Regions from separate parts of the Sus scrofa genome. Here region 2 is linked to region 1. Evidence: chromatin contacts called from public HiChIP or PLAC-seq data. All regions are on one chromosome and are shown on one strand. The core of a region is the stretch at or near the end of the contact, and the rest is flanking DNA. Distances in the headings are between cores, read along the strand shown.

The links. HiChIP or PLAC-seq counts read pairs in DNA pulled down with a chosen protein or histone mark.
Region 2: an H3K27ac HiChIP or PLAC-seq map of alveolar macrophages shows a contact between it and region 1. The contact joins the enhancer-like site here to the promoter of TEC in region 1. A contact is called at or near these places in 8 of 47 Hi-C or Micro-C datasets (alveolar macrophages, blood, embryonic fibroblasts and 3 more) and 1 of 2 datasets of contacts at active chromatin or transcription factors (alveolar macrophages).

Annotation. Positions count from the first base shown.
Region 1 is chr8:38,180,869-38,183,568 of Sscrofa11.1, forward strand. TEC (tyrosine-protein kinase Tec) reads right to left here and starts at 1,391. Exons shown (of 18, transcript XM_013978657.2): 1 at 1,112-1,391.
Region 2 is chr8:38,056,988-38,059,687 of Sscrofa11.1, forward strand. It overlaps TEC (tyrosine-protein kinase Tec), which reads right to left. Exons shown (of 18, transcript XM_013978657.2): 13 at 2,680-2,700; 14 at 2,338-2,554. Among named protein-coding and RNA genes, the nearest start is that of TXK, 10 kb to the left of the region's middle. Within about 2 kb of position 1,379, at least 8 of the 83 cell types and tissues checked have an H3K27ac peak or open chromatin away from gene starts, as enhancers often do. A contact at or near this core is called in alveolar macrophages and embryonic fibroblasts, where this site is marked.

The sequences.
Region 1 (2,700 bases), core at 141-2,640:
CAGCTCTTTAGGGGAGAATCATCTAGAAGAGAATAAATTCTCAGAATTTCCTAACAGGAAAAATGGGCACTCTCTGGAAAAACACAGGGTATATGCTGAAAACACTTAACTATTTTGGACCAGCTTCAAACCCACTTAGCCACCAGTCATCCTGTTGTTCCGACTTAACATTGAGACCCAAGCTTCTAATCAAATATTCCAGTCTCCAAAGAATGGCAATAGATGAGGCTGTTTCTGAACCTGATACACAGCAACGTGTTATTCTTCCATGAAAACGAAACAAACAAAAAAATCAAACCAAAAGGAAATTTAGGATCCGAGGGAAAGCTCACGCTGCCGCCGCCCCCCCCACACACACCGAGTCAAGGCCCTAGCTTTTCCAATATATTTATTCACCAGACCCCTTTTTTCAAGGTTCAAACACAATTTCCCAGATGAAAAACGTAAGGCTAGTAATGTGAGGCACTTAGGATACGTGCAACTCTGGAAAGTCTCGGTGGATTCTGCCAAGCCTCGGCGGATTCAATCAAGCTGAGAGAAGGAATCAACCCCGCGGCGCAGCTGAGAAGCGAACCCAATGCCGAATTTGCCGAGGGGCGGCCTTGGTCCAGAGACCCAAGGGGAAAGGGGCGGGTGTTCCTCGGTAGAGGCCAGTGCCCGAGCCCGAGAGGCGGAGAGGCGGCGGCCGCCGGAAGGCGCGGCTACGCTGGGACGTGCACCTGTCCCTTCCTGGACCGCAGGAGCAGGGGTCCTCACCTGCCGCGGCACGTCCCCACTCACAGCGGCACAGAAGAGAGAAAATCGTTTTTAGTTCCACGTCTCTGGGTTTGTAGAAGACTCCTCTTGGCGCGTGCATCTCCGTCCCCACCCTTCCCCGCCCAGAGTCGCCCAGTCCCCGGGCCGCCCTCGTCGGTCCTCGGCGCCCTTACCTGGCTGGAGTGCGCCGGCTGCGCCGAGCCCGGGAGACGTGAGGTCTGCCAGCGCCACGGAGTCCCGAGTCCCCCCCGCCCCTGCTCTCCGACCCCGCCCCTGATATCCAGCCACGCCCCTGCCCTCCGGCCCCGCCCCTGCGCTCCCCGCCCCGCCTCTCTACCGCCCCGCCCCCGCTCACCGAGACCGGCGGCGACCTGTTCCCACCGCCCTACTGCGGGTCTGAAACAAATGGCCAGAGTGGGTCGGATACGCGCCAGGGCTCCCGCGACCCAACTGGAGTATGGGGAGAGTCGAAGAAACTTCCCTGGTGTTTCGGACGGCGCGCTGGGCCTCCTCCCCCAACCCCAGAACCGCGGTGCGAGGATGAGGACACCCCCAGGCCGGGAGAACCCCGCGCAGTGCCACCTGTGGGTGACCCGGGGCTCTGTCGGAATTAGGTACCGCACCTCCCCTTCAGCTAACTCGTGGCAAGCCAGGTGGGTGATGCGGTGCGGTGGAGCGAAGCAACAAGTTTTACTAAAAGAATAAGTCTTTTTACTGTCAAACCTGAAGCAGCAGAGCGTATCTGAAACACTTACAGGGTCACGTGGCCTCACTATTGTAGTTACACTTTATTCACTCACTGAAGGATAACAACTGCCCTTATATAAGACTTAACTTTGTGCCAGGCACTCTTCTAAATGTATTACCCGCATTAACATGTCTAATAAATTTATGTTTTATCAGAATCGCCCATTATACATAGGCTGAAAATGAGGCACAGAGAGTTAACCTGCCTAATGTCAGCTAACCAGTAAATTGAAAAGCTGGGATTCACATCCCAGAAGCCCTCCTCCTGATTCCAGGCTCTGAACCACTGCTCTCCTGACTCACCAAAATTTGAGTGTCCATCTGTCCCATGAGCTGTTAGAAGCCCGCAATAATACAAGACGAGGTCTCGGCCCTGTGGCATATGGGAGTTCCCAGGCTAGGGCTCAAATAGGAGCTGTAGCTGCCAGCCTAAGCCACAGCAACACCAGATCTAAACCGCATCTGTGACCTACATCCCAGCTGGTGGCAATGCTGGATCTTTAACCCACCGAGTGAGGCTAGGCATGGAACCCACATCCTCATGGATACTAGTCAGATTCTTAACCCACTGAGTTGCAATGGGAACTCCTGCCTTGGACGAGCTTTTAGACTAGTGGTGGGGGGGTAGTCAATCAGTCATCAATAAGCAGGTAAAAGTGAAGCCATTGCACACCTGAGAAGCATCCTGACTAATTTAAAGCAGGGTGATAGAATTGAGAGTGATGAGGAAGGAGAGATGGCTCAGAGGAGGTGACACTGTAGCTGAGAGCTAAATGGTAGGGCAAGCCGAAAGCCTGAAGATGAAGCAAAGGGAAAGGCACATACATTAAGCATCATTGTGCCTTGTGCTTACTGGAGACCTAGAATCATGTCTTCCTATGTTATCTCTCGTTTGATCATTCAGTAACCCTTAGAAGAGGTCTGATAAGATTCCATTTTCCAGAGGGGGAAAAAAAAATCTAATGAATAATGATTTGCCTAAAGTCATACAATGCATTAGAGAAAGGATTAGGGGGTAGGGGAGGGGTGGGAAGAGGGCACAGGTTTGAACCAAGGCTTTTTGATTCCAAAATCCTCTTCCACTGAGGTGAGGGCCTCAAGTATGATGACCTATCAGAATAAATCCTGTAAAATGTCCCTTTTGTGATCTTCTTTCCTCCCTGCCCCAGTCTCTTCTGCCTTCTGTTGACTAGTTGA
Region 2 (2,700 bases), core at 129-2,628, 120 kb before region 1:
TCTGAATACACATTGTATCAAGGAAGACATACAAATAGCCAACAGATACTTGAAGAGGGGCTCAACATCACTAATCATCAGGGAAATGCAAATCAAAACCACAATGAGCCACAAAACCTCACACCTGTTAGAATGGCTACCAACAAAAAAACACAAGACGACAAACGACAAACGTCGTCAAGAAAGCAAAGGTAGAGAAAAAGGAACTCTTGTATACTGTTGGTGGAAATGTAAATTAGTATAGCTACTCTGGGAAAGAGTTTGGAGGTTCCCCAAGAAATTAAAAACAGAACTATCATATGATCCGGCCGTCCCACTTCTGAGTATATATTTGGGAAGGAAACAAAATCAGTATCTTAAAAAATATCTGCACTTCCATATTCATAGCAGCATTATTCACAACAGTCAAGATATAGAAACAACGTAAGTGTCCATCGATGCGTGAACGAATAAAGCCCATGTGGTGTATATAAACCATAGATTATTACTCAACATAATAAAAAGAAAATCCTGGAGTTCCCATGGATTAACGAATCCGACTAGGAACCATGAGGTTGCGGGTTCGATCCCTGGCCTTGCTCAATGGGTTAAGGATCCGATGTTGCCATGAGCTGTGGTGTGGGTTGCAGATGCGGCTCGGATCCTGCGTTGCTGTGGCTCTGGCGTAGACCGGAAGCTACAGCTCCGATTAGACTCCAAGCCTGGGAACCTCCATATGCCGCAGGAGCTGCCCTAGAAAGGGCAAAAAGACCAAAAAAAAAAAAAAAAAAAATCCTATCAGTTGCAACAGCATGGATGAACATTATGCTAAGTGAAATAAGCCAGACAGAGAAAGACAAATACTGTATGGTATCACTTATATATGGACTCTAAGGAGAAAAAACATAGAAGTTATAGAAAGAGCGAGTATACTGGTATACTGGTGGTTGCCAGGGGCTGGGGGATAGGCAATGGAGAGATGTGGTCAAAGGGTACAAACTTTCAGTTACAGCACAAGTTCTAAGGATCTAAGGCATGGCATGATAATTATAATTAATGATAGTCCGTGGTATCCTTACACAGGACTGATGGTCTAGGAACGTACTGAAAACAGACACATTTGGGAAGCTCAGAGAAGAAAAAAAGAATGGAGGAGAAAGGGAGACAGAGTTAAGAGAGAGGAAAAATTAAGAAGTGCCTCCATGACAATAATTTAAAACAGGTAATAGAGGATTGCTTTTTCTGGTATTTTCCAGAGTTAACATGAGCCTCCATCTCTTCCCAGTGATTTGAGACTTAAAGAATAGGAAACAGAGGATTTCCCTTATAGTGTCTGCTTATAGCGTGTGAAATGGAAAAGAGGTTGGGTCAAAGGATGAATCACTTCCCCATTTGACACCACATGCAAGTCATTTTACTTTCTGATGCAATTTTCTTCTCTATTAAGGCTATGGTGGTCAGAAAATCTGTTATGACTCGCTATCTCATGGCATTCTGATAAAGGTCAAATATTCGTGTATGGTGACTTACCGGTGTAACTATTACCTATATAAGTATGCATTATTGATGTGGGTGCCTATGTAATTATATATTATAGGCATTAGATTCAATAAAGATCGTTCTGTTAAAATTCTGGGGCAAGTTAATTTTTTTTCTAAATAAATTTATTTTTTAAATAATTTTTTTTTTCTTTTTGCCTTTTTGTCTTTTTAGGGCCATACCTGCAGCATATGGAAGTTCCCAGGCTAGGGGTCAAATCAGAGCTGCAGCTACCTGCCTATGCCACAGATACAGCAATGCCAGCTCCAAGGTGCATCTATGACCTACACCACAACTTGCAGCAATGCCAGATCTTTATTCCACTGAGTGAGGCCAGGGATTGAACCCACATCCTCATGGATACTAGTCAGGTTCTTAACCTGCTGAGCCACAGCAGGAACTCCAAGGGACAAGTTAAATTTGCCACGTTTAAAAATAATGGTGGAGTTCCCGTCATGGCTCAGTGGAAACGAATCCGATTAGGAACCATGAGGTTGCAGGTTCGATCCCTGGCCTTGCTCAGTGGGTTAAGGATCCAGCGATGCTGTGAGCTGTGGTGTAGGTCGCAGACACGGCTCGGATCTGGCATTGCTTTGGCTCTGGTGTAAGTCGGCAGCTGTAGCTCCACGTGACCCTTAGCCTGGGAACCTCCATGTGCCACGGGTGTGGCTCTAGAAAGACAAGAATAAATAAATAAATAATGGTGAAATGTTGTTGAGAACAAAAACTGGGTATGAACACATCATGGCTCATTTGCTGATGACCCGGATTACAAAGGAATCGGGCTAGTGAATGGGAATGCAGGTGGCGTGCGATTACCAGGTCCCTGTGGATGAAGCTGTTTCTCTCCAGGTACTCCATCCCCTCACACACATCTTGACACATGCTCAGCAACACATCTCTACTAAAATGGCCTTGTCTCTGTCGGAGGAAATTCAGAAGGCAGCCCCTTTCCATGAACTCGGTCACGATGTAAATGGGTCGCTGCTGGGTGCATACACCATAAAGTTGTACCAGCTTCGGGTGTGTCAGTTTCCTGGGAGGGAAGTCATGCAGACACACAGTTACTGCAGGGAAAGAAACTGCCCGGGGTATGAGCAGGTTGAGGGGCCAGTGTTTAATACAAAAAGGGGAACTGAAAAAAAAAATGCAGAAACTTACATCATCACTTTAGCTTCTTCT